Regions from separate parts of the Sus scrofa genome. Here all the other regions are linked to region 5. Evidence: chromatin contacts called from public Hi-C and promoter capture Hi-C data. All regions are on one chromosome and are shown on one strand. Each heading gives the region's core, a stretch centred on a gene start, on an enhancer-like site or on the middle of the called end of the contact. The rest is flanking DNA. Distances are from core to core; before and after follow the strand shown. Region 1 holds the start of TMEM259 (membralin). Region 2 holds the start of TPGS1 (tubulin polyglutamylase complex subunit 1). Region 3 holds the start of POLR2E (DNA-directed RNA polymerases I, II, and III subunit RPABC1). Region 4 holds the start of ABCA7 (ATP-binding cassette sub-family A member 7). Region 5 holds the start of PTBP1 (polypyrimidine tract binding protein 1). Region 6 holds the start of WDR18 (WD repeat-containing protein 18).

Evidence for each region. Promoter capture Hi-C pulls out the DNA fragments that hold promoters and counts their contacts. A called contact is a pair of places that touch in the nucleus more often than the background predicts.
Region 1: a contact with region 5 is called in a Hi-C map of liver, with 2.6 times the contacts expected there. The contact joins the promoter of TMEM259 here to the promoter of PTBP1 in region 5. A contact is called at or near these places in 5 of 47 Hi-C or Micro-C datasets (epiblast stem cells, heart right ventricle and liver) and 1 of 2 datasets of contacts at active chromatin or transcription factors (alveolar macrophages).
Region 2: a Hi-C map of liver shows a contact between it and region 5, with 4 times the contacts expected there. The contact joins the promoter of TPGS1 here to the promoter of PTBP1 in region 5. A contact is called at or near these places in 1 of 5 promoter capture datasets (liver) and 4 of 47 Hi-C or Micro-C datasets (heart right ventricle, liver and skeletal muscle).
Region 3: a Hi-C map of liver shows a contact between it and region 5, with 4 times the contacts expected there. The contact joins the promoter of POLR2E here to the promoter of PTBP1 in region 5. A contact is called at or near these places in 3 of 47 Hi-C or Micro-C datasets (heart right ventricle, liver and skeletal muscle).
Region 4: a Hi-C map of liver shows a contact between it and region 5, with 4 times the contacts expected there. The contact joins the promoter of ABCA7 here to the promoter of PTBP1 in region 5. A contact is called at or near these places in 3 of 47 Hi-C or Micro-C datasets (heart right ventricle, liver and skeletal muscle).
Region 6: a promoter capture Hi-C map of liver shows a contact between it and region 5, with 3 times the contacts expected there. The contact joins the promoter of WDR18 here to the promoter of PTBP1 in region 5. A contact is called at or near these places in 3 of 5 promoter capture datasets (fetal skeletal muscle, liver and skeletal muscle), 1 of 47 Hi-C or Micro-C datasets (liver) and 1 of 2 datasets of contacts at active chromatin or transcription factors (alveolar macrophages).

Annotation. Positions count from the first base shown.
Region 1 is chr2:77,392,238-77,394,937 of Sscrofa11.1, forward strand. TMEM259 (membralin) reads left to right here and starts at 1,340. Exons shown (of 11, transcript XM_003353958.4): 1 at 1,340-1,786. The coding sequence starts at 1,565.
Region 2 is chr2:77,782,021-77,784,720 of Sscrofa11.1, forward strand. It overlaps TPGS1 (tubulin polyglutamylase complex subunit 1), which reads right to left and starts at 1,414. Exons shown (of 2, transcript XM_021084307.1): 1 at 1,031-1,414. The coding sequence starts at 1,404. It overlaps MADCAM1 (mucosal vascular addressin cell adhesion molecule 1), which reads right to left. Exons shown (of 5, transcript NM_001037998.1): 5 at 2,590-2,700.
Region 3 is chr2:77,329,261-77,332,028 of Sscrofa11.1, forward strand. It overlaps POLR2E (DNA-directed RNA polymerases I, II, and III subunit RPABC1), which reads left to right and starts at 1,495. Exons shown (of 7, transcript XM_003353962.4): 1 at 1,495-1,682. The coding sequence starts at 1,626.
Region 4 is chr2:77,373,722-77,376,600 of Sscrofa11.1, forward strand. It overlaps ABCA7 (ATP-binding cassette sub-family A member 7), which reads right to left and starts at 1,628. Exons shown (of 47, transcript XM_013994807.2): 1 at 1,484-1,628; 2 at 85-449. The coding sequence starts at 150. CNN2 (calponin-2) reads right to left here. Exons shown (of 8, transcript XM_003353959.3): 8 at 2,299-2,879.
Region 5 is chr2:77,561,686-77,564,385 of Sscrofa11.1, forward strand. It overlaps PTBP1 (polypyrimidine tract binding protein 1), which reads right to left and starts at 1,431. Exons shown (of 15, transcript NM_214231.2): 1 at 1,333-1,431. The coding sequence starts at 1,340. LOC102159224 (a long non-coding RNA gene) reads left to right here and starts at 1,632. Exons shown (of 2, transcript XR_001307040.2): 1 at 1,632-2,700.
Region 6 is chr2:77,422,222-77,425,149 of Sscrofa11.1, forward strand. WDR18 (WD repeat-containing protein 18) reads right to left here and starts at 1,591. Exons shown (of 10, transcript XM_013994806.2): 1 at 938-1,591. The coding sequence starts at 1,147.

The sequences.
Region 1 (2,700 bases), core at 90-2,589, 170 kb before region 5:
ACAAGTGATCTGGGGGTGATCCATAAGAGTATCAAGCATGTGCACTGATTGAGTGCCTACTGATATGCCAGGGCGCACTATGAAACTGAAAGTCTTCACTCCAGGGAGTGGGATTAAACTGGCAGGTAGGTTTGGAAGGTTCCCTCAGGTAGGTTCCAAGACACAGCTGAAAAGTCTCCCCCTCCCCCGCCCCCACCCCCAGTGCAATTCAGAAGAGACCCCCTCCCAGGGCCTGGTTTTTCTCAGAAGCCCTGTCTGTGCCTTTCACGGTGGGGTGCTCACCATTGGGAACCAGACCAGACATCCACCTCAAGAGGTCCGCCTGTCTCCTGCTGGTCCCTGGGCCCTGTGAGGGCAGAATCCAGCCTGCACTGGCCACCGCTGTGTCCCCAGCACCAGCGCAGGCCCTGGGGTACTGTAAGCCACTTCCCTGAAACGTCTGAGCAGGCTTTGGGAGTCCTTCCCCAGGGCCGACACTCAGGATGCCTGAGCCCCTGGTCTCCAGCTCCATCTGCCCTTCCGTGCTTCCTGAGAAAGCCCACCCATACCTTGCTTTGGAACCTGGCATACAGTAGGTGCTCAACGAATGTTGGGACTGATTACTTCCTTGGTTACCAGGAGGAGCCAAGGCGTTTCAAAGATGAATGAAGGAGCGAGAATTTGGTCCAGACGTGTCCACCCAGGCTTGGCACCAGGCGGCAGCCAGGAGGAGGGGATGGTTGAGGCTCTAAGAATGCTTACCTCGGTTTCAGAGTCTTTTTCAGGGACCAGGTACACATCACTTGGGCCAGGGAGCAGAGAGGGACCCACTGAGCAGCCCGGGTCACAGAACAAAAAGCCAAAGCCAAGAGCGCTAGTGGGCAAGATCTGGATTGTGAAAAAGAAAAAAGCCTTTGCTTCAGCCTCTAGAATGAAAACAGCGCTCAGTAAACGACACAACCTGGGCCACCACTACGAAATGCTGGAAGGTGAGAGCCGGGTAAAGCCCGGAAACACCACACACGCTAATAACGTTACGAAGCACCCTTTCGGAACCACCGAAAGCGAAGAAAACAAAAGCCATACTTCCCGGGACATTATTTAAAGATCCCAATGCGATCACTTTACAGTTAGGGCAACCTAACGTAAGCGCAGCTACAGCATAATTTTCTAGAGCGCCACAAAGAAAACATCTTCACCGGTCACATTTACCTTACGTTTATTTTACCACCTCCAAAATCCTTATATGTTGACTAATTTTATCGCTCGCCTTCCAGCTGCATGGGCAATATGCAAAAGACCTGGGGACTAACGCAGCCCCGCCCCTAGGCGTTCCGAGCCAGGCGTCAGGACGGTGGGCGGGGCCGCCACGGGCCGACCGCCGGTATCCCGGCGTTCCGCGCGAGCGCAAGGAGGCCGCTCTTGCCCGCGCCGCGACTCGCTGGCGTCAGCTGGGGCACGGAGGCGGAAGATGGCGGCTGTAGCCCTACGGCCGTGAGGAGCGCGGCGGCGGCGAGGACTGCCGATGGCAGTCGGGAGGCGTCCTCGGGGACCCGCGGGCCGTTAGGGCGCGACGCTGGGCGGCATGTCGGAGCACGCGGCGCCCGGGGCACAGGGGCCCGGGCCCAACGGTGGCGGCGGCCCGGCCCCCGCGCGCGGGCCTCGCACCCCCAACCTCAATCCCAACCCTCTCATCAACGTGCGCGACCGGCTCTTCCACGCGCTCTTCTTCAAGATGGCTGTCACCTACTCGCGCCTTTTCCCTCCCGCCTTCCGTCGTCTCTTCGAGTTCTTCGTGTTACTCAAGGTGACCGCAGCCCCAACCCTTGACACCGGTAGCCGGACCCTTCCCTCAGATCTGCGACTTTTGATCCCGCCGGGGGGAGCGCGCCCCTCCCACCCGGAGGCATAGACCCGGCCCTACCCGTTGGGACCCTTCCCTTTAAGCCTGCCATTCCCGACCCCCTGCCTAGAAACTTCCAACCGCGAAGGCCCGAGGCTCATCCGGTTAGTGGCTCCTGATCCCGACTCCAGGAACTCACTCCCAGCCTTTTCCAGCCGCACCCCACCCCTGGCCTCGCCCTTCCCCGCGTCCCCCACCTCCGGAGGCTGGAGCCCGGCAGTCCAGCTCCAGGACCTCCTGGCCCTGCCGCCTGGGATTCTCAGCCCCGGATGATCCTTTCCCAATCCTCCGAGTCTGGCCTGGCCCAGCCCAGAACTCCAATCCTGGAGGATTCCAGGTTCCACCGCCAATGCCCCCTTCCCAGGACACACCCCCCTGGCCTCCCACTGCACCGAAAGCTCCTCCCTCTTTTTCTTAGGGCTCTGCTTTGGTCCTTCAGCTTGTTCCCACCCCCATTCTCCCTGCTCTGAACCTCCCGGGGGAATGTGACCTAGCTGAGGTCACATCGCCAGGGCTAGTGACAAAGTCCCAGCCGGTGGCGCTGCTTGTGGCACAGTGAGGGACCTCCTGGGAACCTACTGCCTGTCCTGCCTCTGGTGGCAGAGCTTTCAGCTGGGAGGATAGTTCTGGGAGGACGGGTGTCTGCATGGGTCCTCCAGGAAGGGGTCTCACTCAGAAGGAGCTCACTGGGTGCCAGGGTCCTGGTTGCCATTTCGTTTGGTGTCCTGTAGTTACTGCCAGGCTGGGGTGGGAGTGCTGACATTGGAGTAAGTTTTGGATCCTTCATCTGCAGAAAAGAGGCTGGTGCTGACGGTCAA
Region 2 (2,700 bases), core at 164-2,663, 220 kb after region 5:
TCTCAGGGACCTGTTCCTGTTCCTGTTCCCTGCACAACTCCTGCCACCTCGGCCCCAGCAAAAGCAGCAACTCGACCTTCAGAGCATGTGCCCTGAGCTCTGGACGCTCACCAGCTTGCTCCCTGCCAGGTCCCTATCTCTGGCCACCCCCTTTTCTGGCTGTCACCTTGGACACTCCCCCCTTCCCCCTGTGGCACAGACAGGCACTCTGCATGGGTGCCTGCTCTCCATACCCCTCCCCACACCCAGGCTTCCTCCAAGCCTCTCTGTGCTCCCCTTCTTAGGAGCTGCCTCCAGATAGGGGGGCTGGGGGATTAGGCTGAAACTCTCCCCTGCCTGGCTTCCTCCCCTTCCTGAGTTCTCTGAGAGCACCTTCTTATAACGTGATCCCCATGTGAATGCTCGCCTCAGGCTCTGCTTCTGGGGAACCCCCAATCTAAGTCCCAGCCCACCTACATCCAGCAGCAACCTTGTCTGGTTGATGCTGGTTCTCTCCATCCACGTGGTATGGCTCACACATTCAACGGGTGTTTCTCAATCCCCTTCTATGGGCTCAGAGCTGGGGGTGGGGGTGGGCGGCAGGCACCATCCCCTCCACACCGCCATGCGAAAGTTCCACGGCCTTCCCTTCCCCTGTGGACCCCCACACTGCAGCCCTACAGCCTCCAGGCCAGTGCGCCTGCTGGCCTTTCCCTGTGCGTCATGCAGGCCCCTTCCCGGACACCCCTCCTGCCCGCAGGAGGCCTTGCCCTAGGGCTGCAAAGGGAAGCTCAGCACCTGCAAAAAGGCATCACAAAAGACAAAGTCGACCAGAGCTCGCAGCACTGGCCCTCATCTCGGTGGCCGAGCCGGGAACCTCCAGCTGACAGCAGTGCGCGCCCACCCCGCGCCAGGGGCAACGGACCACAGTTCCCAGCAAGCCCCACGCTATATCGCCGGCGCCGAGGCGGGGAGCGAGCAGCACGGAGCACGCTGGGAGTTGAGGTCCGGCCGCATCCCCTACCCGCCCGGGCCCGGCCCAGCCCCGCACCTCTGGGAGTGGTGAGCCAGGCGAAGATGCCATAGCGCGCGGCCCAGGCGCTGCTGCTGCAGCAGGAGCTGGCCCGGGGGCTCCCCGGCGCCGCCGTTTGCAGGCGAGCGCAGGCCCATGTTCTCGAAATAGTGTGCAAGGAAGGCAATGGGCTCCTCGGGTCGCGCCTCCAGCACCTTCAGCAGGGCCGCGCGCAGCATCTCCGTCACGCCGACCTGCCGCAGAAAGTCCTCCTCACTCTCGGCCGTCACAGCTGCTCGGGAGACCCCTGGCCGGCCGCTGTCCGTGATACTGGCCGCCTGGGTCATCGCCGGCCGCCGCTTCTCCACTGCCGCCATCTTCGCTGAGGGCGACAGGGCCGGAAGCGCCGCCATATTTCACAGTACGCTAGCGACTCGGGCCGGCCATCTTGGTTAAGGGCAGAGAGCACCCGGATCCCGCTGGGATACTGGGAAATCACCACCGCAGGCCACTCTTTCTCCTAGGTTCTAACTGGCATTCTCTCTCAGGTTTCCTCTTTACGTGTGCTGGCTGGTTTTCCTGGCTTGGGCCAGGAACTTAAATTTTGCCAGACTCCAAAATGGATCCCTAGGAAGGGCTTGGTTTCTGGTGTGAAGCTGGATTGCTTGCCATCTTGGTAGTGGGCGAGCCCTTCATTAGCACGGTGCCCTGGCAACCGGTCTCCTTGGTTACCAAAGACGCCCTGCTGAGCATAGGCGGTATGGCTCCACCCCACCTCCAGGACTAAGTAATGTCCCCCTCCCTTTTCTGATTTTCAACTCAGCGTTTGTGCTCAGCCTAATTCAGTCTACGTCTGACTGTGTAGCACTTCGTGGGGAAAAGCTCCCTCTATGCACCAGACTGTGTTCGGGGTCCACTCTGCGCTCCCTCTGCCCTTAGTCCCCGGTACGCGCCTGCTGAGTGAGTGGAGTACTCACGGTTCCCAATTATTCGCCCCTGGCTATTACCTTTCCTTCCCACCAGAGGGATCTTTGTCGCCTGCATCCTCTATAACTCTCAACTCTCTCAGAGCGCCCAGTTATAGCAGGCTGAAGTCCCTGGCATCTACAGTCCTGCCAATCTCATATCCAGCCCCTCTGTCTTGCCTTTCCCGCCACCTTAGCCCACAGCCATTCGCAAAGAGATGCTATTTCCCTTAACAAGTCACCTCTGTCTGTCTTTGCCCATGCCATCCCCAACAAATCTCCGCTGCTGCTGCTTTTTTTTTTTTTGGCCACACGGAAATTCCCAGTTCAGGAATCAAACCTGTGCCACAGTGGTGACAACACAGGGTCTTTAACCCGCTGAGCCACCAGGGCACTCTCTCTTCTCCGCTTCTTTTGAGGACTCCTAATTATTCTTTTAGCGTCAGTGTCCCGTTTCCCCCCCAGGGAAGGGCAGCAGGCAGGCAGAGTGCACACCTCTCCCCGAGCCCTGGCCAGGTGGGGCTGGGGTGTCTGTCCTTCCTTGTCTCTCTGGGGAGTCACCCAGAGCAGAGGATGCCTGGAGCTGTGTAGAGGATTCCAATGTCTGTTCTACCACAGGAACCACTGCCAAAGTTAGGCCAGATGCTCTTTATTCTCCAGCTCTGCACTGTTGGGGTGGCTCCCCAGGGGCCTCACTGAGGGGAAGCCCAGCCAGCTGGGAAGCCTGGATGTGCTGCCATCAAG
Region 3 (2,768 bases), core at 245-2,744, 230 kb before region 5:
TCCGACTAGGAACCATGAGGTTGAGGGTTTGATCCTTGGCCTTGTTCAGTGGGTTGAGGATCCAGCATTGCCGGGAGTTGTGGTGGGGGTCGCAGACACGGCTCAGATTCTGGTGTTGCTGTAGCTCTGGCGTAGGCAGTGGCTACAGCTCTGATTAGACCCCTAGCCTGGGAATCTCCATATGCTGCAGGTGCAGCCCTAAAAAAAAGACAAAAGACAAATAAATAAATAAATATTGAATCATTGAATAAATGTATTACCGAGTGAGAAGTTACTGATGGCCTCCACTGACACAGGGGCACTGGGCTGGGCAAACCTCCTGTATGAACCGGGGTGGTGTATGTGTGTGTGTGGGCAGATGTGGAGGTTGTAAAAACATGCACAATCTTGGGGGCTGTGGGGTATCCAGGGGCTGGGGTGGGCCTCAGGGGACTAGGAAAACAGAGATGAGTGCATTTCATAAGCAGTGGGAGCTATGCCAAGCTCCTCCCAAGCTAACAATCCCTTTAGGTCCTCAGCTAATCCTCTAAGACGGGGACACTTTATTATTTCCACTGTACAAAGTGGATAACTGAGGATCTAGGGCATTAAGTTGGACATGGCCCTGAGTCAACTGAGAAAACTCCCTGCAGTTGATCACACAAACACCTACGAACCATCTCTTAGTAAGTACGAACATCCTGGGAACCGAGCGTACCCAAGACCCTGTCAAGGCCTCAGTCTCCCCTTGCTTCTGCCTACCTGAATTTTTTTTTTTTTTTTTGCTGCACCCCCTCAGCATATGAAAGTTCCCAGGCCAGGGACTGAATCCAAGCCGCAAGAGTGATCTGTGCTACAGCTGTGGCAACGCTGGATCCTTAACCCACTGGGCCTGGGATCGAACCCGCGCCTCCGCAGCGAGCGACCCCAGTCACTGCAGGGACAACGACGGATCCTTAGTTCGCTGCCCCACAGCTGGAACTCCTGCCTCGCTGGATTTTTTTTTTCCCCTTAATTTTTTTTTATTACTCAAATGAATTTATCACATCTGTAGTTGTATAATGATCATAACAATCTGATTTCACAGGATTTCCATCCCACAGCCCAATTACATCCCCCCACCCCCTAAACTGTCTCCTCTGGAGACCATAAGTTTTTCAATGTCTGTGAGTCAGCATCTGTTCTGCAAAGAAGTTCAGTCTGTCCTTTTTTCAGATTCCACATGTCAGTGAAAGCATTTGATGTTGGTGTCTCATTGTATGGCTGACTTCACTTAGCATGATAGTTTCTACGTCCATCCATGTTGCTAAGAATCTGCCTCGCTGGATTCTAAACGTCCTCCCTAGGCGGGCGTTGAGCAGAAACTACGCCTCCAGAGAGGCCTTGCATTCAAAACCACGCGAGATCTACCGAGGAGCGGGTGAGTGGTGTTTGCCCTCTTTTCGCGCAGCCAACCGCCGCTTTAGTAAGGCTCGGGCTGCCCTTGGCTCTGCCCCTCCCAAAGGTCGCTGCATTCAGGCTTTAGCTGACTACAGCCCTGTAAGGGTTGGGCGAGGTGGAGGGGGCCTGACAGCGGCGCGGCGCAGGCGCAGTGGGCACGGGTCTTGCCGAGCGCAGGCGCTGTAAGTTCGAGGGGGGCGGCAGCCATGGACGACGAGGAGGAGACATACCGGCTCTGGAAGATCCGTAAGACCATCATGCAGGTGAGACGCGCGGGGGCTGCCCTTAGTACTAAGCGAACGCTGTCCGGCGCGCGGACGGCCAGCGCGAGGCCCGAAGATGGGAACGAGCTTTTCTATGTCTGGCCGCGCGGCTCAGGGGAAGGTTCTGGCCCAGGTGGGGCCCGTATTGGGCCGGGGACAGAGGGGCCCCGCCGACCACTGCTGAGTGGCGAGTCCGAGAGACGCCGGGGAGAGGGTCAGGGTTTCGCTGGAGCTGGAGGGAGGGAATTGGCCTCGCGTGTTCCTCTTTCCGGAAAGTTATGGCACTGTTTTGAGGGCCTGATACAGTATTCCAGGATTGTGGATATGGAAGGATCCCTGGTTAGCTGGTCTCAATGCTGTCTGGTTGCCCTGACAGCGCGCCCTGGCCACCAACTTTGAGCTACTCGGGCTGATAGGCTCCAAGTCATGCCAGCTCCCTAGCTAAGCGTTCTCTGTGTGCCACGTGCTTTAGGCTACTCCACGGGAGGGGGCGATTGTGATCCCACGGAGGCTTCGGGCCTTGACTAAGACCACCCACCCTCGCCACGGCGGGGATCCTGCCTGGACTAAGCTGGGGCAGTGGCACCCATATTCTCCACCTCCTTGCAGTGCTACCCAAAGACAGGGTAGGAACAGCGTTGCTTCAGGCTGACCGTGTCGCGGGCCCTGGGTGAGAAGAGTGAGCGCTCAAGAGGGAGAGTCCGGGAGTTCCTGTTGTGGCTCAGTGGTTAACAAATCCAACTAGGAACCATGAGGTTGCGGGTTCGATCCCTGGCCTTGCTCAGTGGGTTAAGGATCCGGCGTTGCAGTGAGCTGTGGTGTAGGTCACAGACTTGGCTGGAATCCTGCGTTGCTGTGGCTCTGGTGTAGGCTGGTGGCTACAGCTCGGTTTAGACTCCTAGCCTGGGAACCTCCATATGCCGTGGGAGCGGCCCAAGAAATGGCAAAAAGGGAGGAAAAAAAAAAAAAGAGGGAGAGTCCAGCTGTGGGGTACTTGGCTGAAGAAAGGGGATTCCGGCAGAGTGGGTGGCTTTCTCTTTGTCTGGGTGGTCATCCGGTCTGTCCACTCAAAGAATCCCAGTTTCT
Region 4 (2,879 bases), core at 378-2,877, 190 kb before region 5:
GTGGGGTAGAACAGGCGAGGGGAGTGGCGCACAGGTGGGAGGCGCCCGGGCCACCCCGCCCTGGCCCACCCAGCTGAGCATTACCGGCTGTCTCCTGCGATACAGGAAATTCTTCCAAAGCAGCAGCATTAGCTGTGTCCAGAAGGCCATGGTGGGAATGGACAGGAAACAGGACTAAGGGGTCAGTCTGAGGACGAGCTGTGTGGCTGCGGGCAACTCCCTGTCCCTCTCTGAATCTCATCATCTATTCCACCGCGCTAGGTTCCTGGAAGCTCCGTTTAGAGCCCAGCAGAGCGTAGGCGCTTATTAAAGGAGCTCTCCTTTCTCCGGAGGGAATAGGGGTAAGCCAATAGGAGTCTTGCCCGAAGCCGTCCTCTTATCTGATTGGTTGCCGGGACTCACTCTCCCGCCCGGGCTGCGGCTGGCTTCGCTGCGGCGATCTATTAATCCTGCAGGGGGCGGAGCCTAGACTTAACTCTTTCCTCACCAGCCCCCACCCTGAGCCCCACTGAAGGGCTTCCAGCCGGGTCCTGTCCTCCAGCCTCATCTCTAAGCGAGGGAAGAGTTCCCTCCCACCCCCGGTCCCCGGTCCCCGGTCTTCCCCGATGATAATAGCAACGGGTATGTACTGTGCTGAGCATTTTACATGACAGGCTGGAAGAGGGGCCACCCTAGGCCCCCCCAGAGAGAGGTGACTCATCCAGCAGGAGGCACGGCCCCAGCTCCGCCCTCCCCTCCCTTATTCCTCGCTCAGAAGAAACACAAGATTCAGACTATGAATAAGGAGACGGGGCGGCGATGGAGGCTCCTGGAACCAGCGATTCCTGGTCCTGCCTGTCCCTTGCTTGGAACTGTCCAGCCTGGCCTTCTGCATCATTGTACAATGGGGAAACTGAGGCCGCCAGAGGTAGCAGGGAGTGGGCCCGAGGCCTCTGACCACCGCTCCAAGACTCTCCTTTCCGAGTGGCATCGGAGGGAGCGGCCTCAGTTTTTCTATTGATAAAATGGGGTAGAGAGCAGAGGGGCGTAGGAACCGAGAGAAGGGCTGCAGGTGTATGCTAGCAAAGCCCCTCTCAGGTGAGTCTAATGCTCCACCTTCCCTGTGAGAATTAGGGATTAGTTCTGCCGCCCCCAACACACTCCCCGGCAGGAAGTGAAGGCGAATGAGTCTGGATTAGGCTTGCACCTCTTAACTCCCACGGAATCTGCCTCTTCCCACCCATCTGCACCCTCGCATCTTTGCGTCTCAGGGCCTTTCCTGTCTCTCTCCGGTACCCTCGCACCGTTCCAGCCCCCAACACTTGCGGCTTCCCTCCGCCCGATAGAGGCTGAGGAGCGCGGTTCCTTTAAGAGGAAGTTCCCCCCTCCCCCCAACCTACCAGGGGCGCGGCTCCCCTGCAGCCTGCAGCCTCCTGCGCGAGATGCCGCGCCCGGACCCAGCCCGGCCCCGCCCCGCCCCGTCCTCTCCCATTGGCTTGTATACCCGCCATTCAGAGGCCGGATCAACAGGAGCCGCGCGCGCAGAGGGGGAAGACGAGGGTCAGAGCAGGGACGCGCTGAATCGGGTTTCTTAAAGGGATCGCTGGCTTCTTGCTGCATCACTGCGGGGAGGTGGGGCGCCTGGCTCACCCTAAGTGGGCTGGCCTGCGGACGCACCAGTTGGGCTGTCTTCTCTCGTTGCATAGCCGCCCGCAATACCGCAGCTCCTGTCTCCTGTCGCAGGAGGTTCCTTTCTCCCCACTCTACCCTGGAGGGCCCCAGCCCTAGCCAAACTTGCTCTAATGCCCTGAGACTCCACTTGGCCATCCCGAAAAAATGGGGGTTCAACTAAAGTCATCATTCGCTAATTCATTCATTCATTCCACAAACATTCCTTGGTCCCTACAGCGGGCCAGGTGACGGCAGAAGGTGGAGGGGCCCCCAACATTCTAAGATTAGACTCTTTGGTCATAATGGTCCCCCTGATTTTGAAGAAAACCTCCGGATGGTTCCCTCTCCAGGAAATTGGGTATGTTTCACAAGATCATGATGAAGATGAAACAAGTGTGAAGAGCTCTGAGCTCCGTGAAAGGAGGTGGTTTCTTGTTGGGACTTTGAGGATGAATAGGAGTATGCTAAAGAGGGAACTCCAGGCAGTGATTGCACAAGCAAAAAGCCTAGAGGCTGGATGAAGCCACATCTCCCCAGGCTGGTCCTGAGGATTTACTCAGAGGTTTGCCCTTTGCCCCCCTAGGGCCCCAGAAGGGATCCAAGCCACGTACCTCCCCCCAGGCTGTCTTGGACACCAACTCCTGCACCTTCATTTCCTAAAAAGAGGTTTTATTTCCTTTGGTCCACAGTCGGTATTTCACATTATTTCTTGATCCCAGAGCTCTGGGGCAGGGGCTGGTCCCAGGGAGGGCCTCCAGGAGGGGGTCCCTGTGCAGTACTTGGTGGGGGGGTGGAATCAGGTATTGGGAGGGGTCTGGCTTTGCCTCAGTTACTCAGAACTCCACTGTCCTCTCTGGGCCTCAGTGTCCCCACTGGGCACCTGGGAGGGCTAGAGTTGGTGGTCTAAGGATCCTAGGGAAATCTAGTACATCATAAGGCCTAAAATATTTGGGGACTATGGCCTGGCCTTCTCCCAGAGGACCTACTTCCTTCCTAACACCTCCCCCACCCCCCTGAAAAAAAAGTATTTTCATTTCACTAAAACTACCTGAAACTTGTATGGGTATAGAAACCACAAACTGATCAGCAGAGAAAAGAGAAGAGGGGAAGAAGCAACCGGAAACCACTGGGGGCCAGACCCCTCCCTACCTGGGTTTCTTCTCCCTGCCCCACAGTTTGGCCCAAAGCCTGACCCCCAGCCCATATGCAACTGGACAAGGCCTTCCCCT
Region 5 (2,700 bases), core at 181-2,680:
TCATGGCTTCCTACTCCCGGGGAGGGCCTCGGACACAGGAAGTATTTTACATAAAATGGCCTTTCTGGAAAAGATTTCCAGCCCTTCCAAAGAGAAGGCTGGCCAAACAGAAAGCCCCCACCACCCCAACACTGACAAGAGACTGCAGATGGGACTGGGCTCCCCAAATCACACCTGGGGGAGGATGCTCCCCAGGACAGTTCTTGAGAAAGGAAGCAAAACTCGAAAACTTGACCAGACCGCCAAGAAAACACTTCCCGGCGAGATTCCACCGGCGGGCTCCTGAGCACCCTGGCTCGGGAAGGGGTTCTCTGGGCAGATCCACCCAAACCAAGCCAAGGCAGACCACGAGGAGATCAAGTTCCTCTCGCAGCAGCAATTTTTCTGAAAGACTGGCCTTAATTCAGTCTGAAACCTATCATTTCAAACCCGAAGCACCCAAAGCACGTGACCCTCAGGGCATTTTTAGTCGCCCGCCTGCCGCCCAGTCCGGCTGAAAGGAGGGCTTGCTCAAAACTCACAAACAAGATACCCAACTTCACCGCGTTCTGTCCCTTTTCCTGAAAAGAGCCCCGGCCGCCACGCGCGCCCCCGCCCCAGGTTGGTAGAGGCCTCCGGCACCTCGGCACACCGGGAGTTGCTCGGGTCGCCAACTGCCCCGCCCCCATCGCGCCCGGAGCAACGCGCCCGGGGCGCCTCCCCGGGACGCCGGGCGGGAACAAAGGGGGCGGCGGAGGACCCGCGCCCTTCTGGGCAGGAGGGCGGCGTCTTCGGCCGCGCCCGGGCCCGCGGCGGGCGGGGGAGGCCGGGGCAGAGTCCGCGCGGCGGGAAAGGCCGCGCACGCGCGCCAGAACCAACGGGGGGGGGTGTGCGAAGGATCGCGCACGCGCGGGGCCCACACGCGGCGCGCCCAGGAGGTACGGGGCGCGGGAAGGGCCACACAGGGCGGCTAGCGGAGGCCGTACAGGGCGCCGGAAGGGCCACGCAACGCGCATCAAGGGCGGCGCGTGCGCGCGGAAACCGGACGTGAAGCGGGAAGGGCCCCGCGGCCGCCGCGTGCGTTCGGGACGGGCCGCGTGGACACCGGAAGCGAACAGGGCTCGGCCAGCCACCCACCTCCCCCAGACCCCCGCCCCCTCGCGACCCCGGCAGCCTCTCCCCGGGCCGCATCCCAGACCTGGGGGAAGGGAAGGAAGACAGAAGCGCCCGGGGGCCCAGGGTGGAGGCGGAGCGGCGCGCCGGGACTGTCGTCCCGAGGAAGCCCCGGCAACGGCCAGGGGAAAGGCTGGAGAGCGAGAGGGACGGCAGAGAGCGCAGACAAGCACGACTCACCCGTCCATTGCACACACAGGAGACCCGCGGGGGACGGAGTGGAGGCGCCGGAATAGCAGGAACCGACCCAACGGCTCCGAGTTATAGACTCACAAAATGGCGGAGACGCCCGAACACGTCCCCCGCGCGCTCTGCCCATTGGCTCCCATCGCGCAGATGGGCGGGGCCAGCACCTCGGGACCCCGCCAGAGCCTCCCAATGGCTAGAAGGCCGCTCGAGGGGTGGGGCCAAACAGAATTGCAGGCGACCATTGGAGAAGGCGACCATACATCAGAGCTTGAGGCGGAAACGGCCCGTGTAGTCGGGGGAGGGGAGACAAGATGAGACCACGTGACGGCGCCTGTGCCTGTGGGCGAGCTGCCCTCCTGCGTGGGGCTTTCCGGGAGAAGCCATCTTGAGAGTGGGTACGTGGCGGGTCAGGCGGCGGGAAGCGTGCTTCCCCCAGGCTGCCGCCATCTTGCAAACGGGCATAGTCTACCTCCGCCTAGGGCGCGAGGGTAAAGAGAGGTGCGTCGCCATCTTGAGGTTGGGCAGAAAAACTATAGGGCTCCATCTTGCTTGTGGGCACCTGCCCGATGTCTGATTCCAACTCAGACGGCCCTATTGGGTTAGCGCGCGGGGATCTGGCGGTCTAACGCGTCCCAGATGCGGGTGGGCTCTTTCCACCGCTGGCCACCAAGCATGCTTCGCGATGTGGTCAGGGGTTGTCCCGACTGTCTTTTGTTCACCCCAGAGCAACGAAGCCCGACCAGGGTCCCCTCCCCTGACTGCGGGAATGGAGAAACCGAGGCCCGGGGCGCACGGTAACTCCGCCCGCCCTGTACTCTGGGAAATCGAGGCCTGGGATCCACCATCGTCGGGCGTTGAGGATGGACTGGGTCTCCATCTCATCGGCAGAACACCCCGAACTTATCCCGGGGAGTGGAGACTTAAGAGTTGATCAGGGCTGGGCGGTAGGGGTGCCCTCGGGAGGAGTGGCAGAAACCAGGGCCCGCTGAATGGGGTGAGTGGGGGAGGGGCAGACCAAGTCGAAGAGGCCAGAACCAGGGAGGCCCGTGGCAGTGGTGATGATCCGCTTTCCCAGGCTTTTGGAAGCCTCGCAGACCTTCAGTAAATAGAGGAAAATGTCGTAAATATTGTTTGCTATACACCTCGTGCTGAAAACTGGATTTTTTATTTTTTTTGGCTGTAGCTGTGTTTCGTGGATGTTCCCGGGCCAGGGATAGAACCTCTGTCACCCTGGTCTCAGCAGTCAGTAACAACCCGGGATCCTTAAATTGCTGCGCCACAGCAGAACTCTGAAAAGGGGATTTTTTAAATTTTTAGAGAGGGAGAAGAAATGATGTTTCTTATTTCCCTAAAGGGAGA
Region 6 (2,928 bases), core at 341-2,840, 140 kb before region 5:
GGAATGAGGTAGCCAGGGGTGAGGCAAGTGGGGCAGGTGCCCAGGGCAGCTGCTAAGTCCAGGAGGACTAGAAGGAGGAGCAGGGAAAGAGGTAGCTTGAGCTAGTTCACAGTTCAGCAAGGGGGAATCTGCTCCAGGTGAGGCTTTGCAGGGCAGAGGTAGAGGCCTGTGGTTCACTCAGAAGCAGGACAGTGCCTGTGTGGGCTTGGGGCAGGAGGGCCCTGTGAGTGTGGGGATAGGCAAAGCACAGAGGGTCCAGGAGGGCTTTTGCCCCAATCCCGCCTTGAGCCTCAGTTTCCAAATCTCTAAAACAGAACTTCTGTTTGTGCATGGACCACACCAAGCAGAGTCAGAACATAGAGCTTGCCCCTAAGGGATGTCGGCTGGCAAAAAGAGGTGGCAAGCAGCTTCAGGGGCTGCATATGGTTGTTTTTGTGAGAAACCATGGGCCCTGGTGGCAAAAGGTAGCGTCTTTTATGGTGTTGGGGGGTAAATAAACACATGAATCTCCCGGGCTATCTTTCAGCTGGCTTCCCCAGGCCTCGGACCTTCACCTTGAAAGCCCAAGATACCCACGGGACCCCCTGCAAACTCCCTTCAATTAAAATTCCCGCCCAACGCGCCAGCTCCGGCATAGGGCACCTAAGGGACCCACCCCCAGCCCTCTTTGCCCGCCTGCGCGAAGCTGGTGGTCCAGAGGCCCGCCCCCCCAAGCCCGGGAGACACAGACCTCAGCTCCGCGCGTGCGCAGCGCGCTAACCGCGCCAACCCACCCTGGGCGCGCACCTCCCACATCCAAAAAGAGCCCCCACACCTGCGCGTGCGCAGAGCTCCCTAACTGAGACTCCCTACCCCCAACCCGGCTCGTGGTCCGAGCGGACCCCACCGCTCCTTCCCTCGACCCCAGGCTCCTGCGCCGGAGCGCCCGCAACCGCACCTTTCTCTGCAGCTCCCAGGCGCTGATGTAGTTCTTGCCCAGCTGCGCCGCCAGCAGATACTCGCCATTGAGCAGAGCCAGTCCGCGAGGCCCGGCCTGGCCGCCGCGGTACGTGAGCAGGTTGGCGCCCGAGTGCAGCTCCCACACGACGCAGCTCCACAGCTGGGCCGCTGAGTCCGTACACACGGCCACCTCCATGGGCGCCGCCATCTTCCCTCTTCACCGCCCCGGACGGGCGTCATCACTAGCGAGATGCTGGCGACCACGCCGTGCGGGCTAGAGCGGTGCCCACGTTGCCCGGCTCCGGCTGGCCGCCCCGCGCCTGCGCACATGCGTCAGGGAGGGGGCTACCTTGTGAACTAGCCTGTGAACTTGTGAACTCCGCTCCGCGGAGAATTAAGAGGTGCACCGCCTGGTTAGAGATTTTGGAAGATTTCTTAAGAGCAGTTAGGAGCTGCAGAGCCTAGAGGTCTGGCTTGGCCATTTCTGGGTTGGTCAAGTACTCAACTTCTCGAATTTTTTTACGATTATTATGTAAGTACTGAGTACACACAGCCTCAAATGAGACGTTGCACATAAAACACACGACGCACCTTACATAACCCAGAGAGTTAGTCCTCGATGCATGCTAATTAGATGCATATTCATCAATCCACCTTCCGCCTACCCCTGGACCCACCCTTCTTTTTCGTGGGCCACAAAATCTGCATTTTTTTTTTTTTTTTTTTTTTGGCTTTTGGCTGTTGAGGGCCGCACCTCCGGCATATGGAGGGTCCCAGGCTAGGGTTCTAATCGGAGCTGTAGCCGCCGGCTACACCACAGCCACAGCAACGCCAGATCCGAGCCGTGTCTGCGATCTACACCACAGCTCATGGCAAGGCCGGATCATGGCAACGCCGGATCCTTAACCCACAGAGCGAGGCCAGGGATGGAACCCGCAACCTCATGGTTCCCAGTCGAATTCGTTTCCGCATGGGAACTCCTGCATTTTTATTTAAGCAATTTGGTGCAGGTCGAGCAAATTGGGAGCTCTGTCTGAGGAGCACTTACCTCGTGTTATAGCTGCCAGCCGCCGGCCACGTCTAAAACCAGTGCATTTTAAAAGGTGGAATTATTGTTCCCTTGGAATTTCCTGAGATGCTTGCTGTCATATTTTTCCTGAATTCCATTCCACAACGCAAGTTGCAGGTTTTTTATTTATTTTTTGCTTTCTCTGGCTATTATAGGAAAATTAGAAGCGCAACTTATAAGGTTGAGGAAAAATGTTTTTAATTGGAATATATCAGAAATCAATAAAACAGGCGTAATAATATTTGATAAGTTGAGAAAACTGATTGCAGCAGCAATAGCTGATTTAAACTAATGCCTGATTGCGTCATTACTCAGACGCTGGAGCTACCTCAGTTTTAATTTCTGTTTTGTTTTAAAATGAGTAAGTTTCTTTGTAGCAAATGACTGTTGATCTATATCTTAACATTTAAAAAAGGGAGGAGTTCCTGTCGTGGTGCAGCCCCAAACGAATCCGCGGAAAGGAAACCGACTAGGAAGCATGAGTTTGCAGGTTCGATCCCTGGCCTCGCTCAGTGGGTTAAGGATCCGGCATTGCGGTGGTCGCAGACGCGGCTCGGATCTGATGTGGCTGTGGCTGTGGCTGTGGCTGTGGCATAGGCCGGCGGCTACAGCTCCGATTTGTCCCCTAGCCTGGGAACTTCCATATGCGGGTGCGGCCCTGAAAAGACAAAAGACGAAAAATAAAGTCAAGGCTGTCCTGGGCGGCGAACCCACAACATTGGGGAGACTGGGTGTGGGGTGCGTTCAACAGCGTCCAGAGGGGACAGGGGTCCTCGCCCCCCAACCCCGCCGCCCTAACAGGGAGAGGATGGTGGAGAGAGGGAAGAGCTTCCTGGAGGAGAAACGGCGCCCAGAGCCTGGGGGCCCGCAACTCCAGTTCCGGCCGCCAGATGGCAGGCTCCAGCCGCCATTCCGAACCC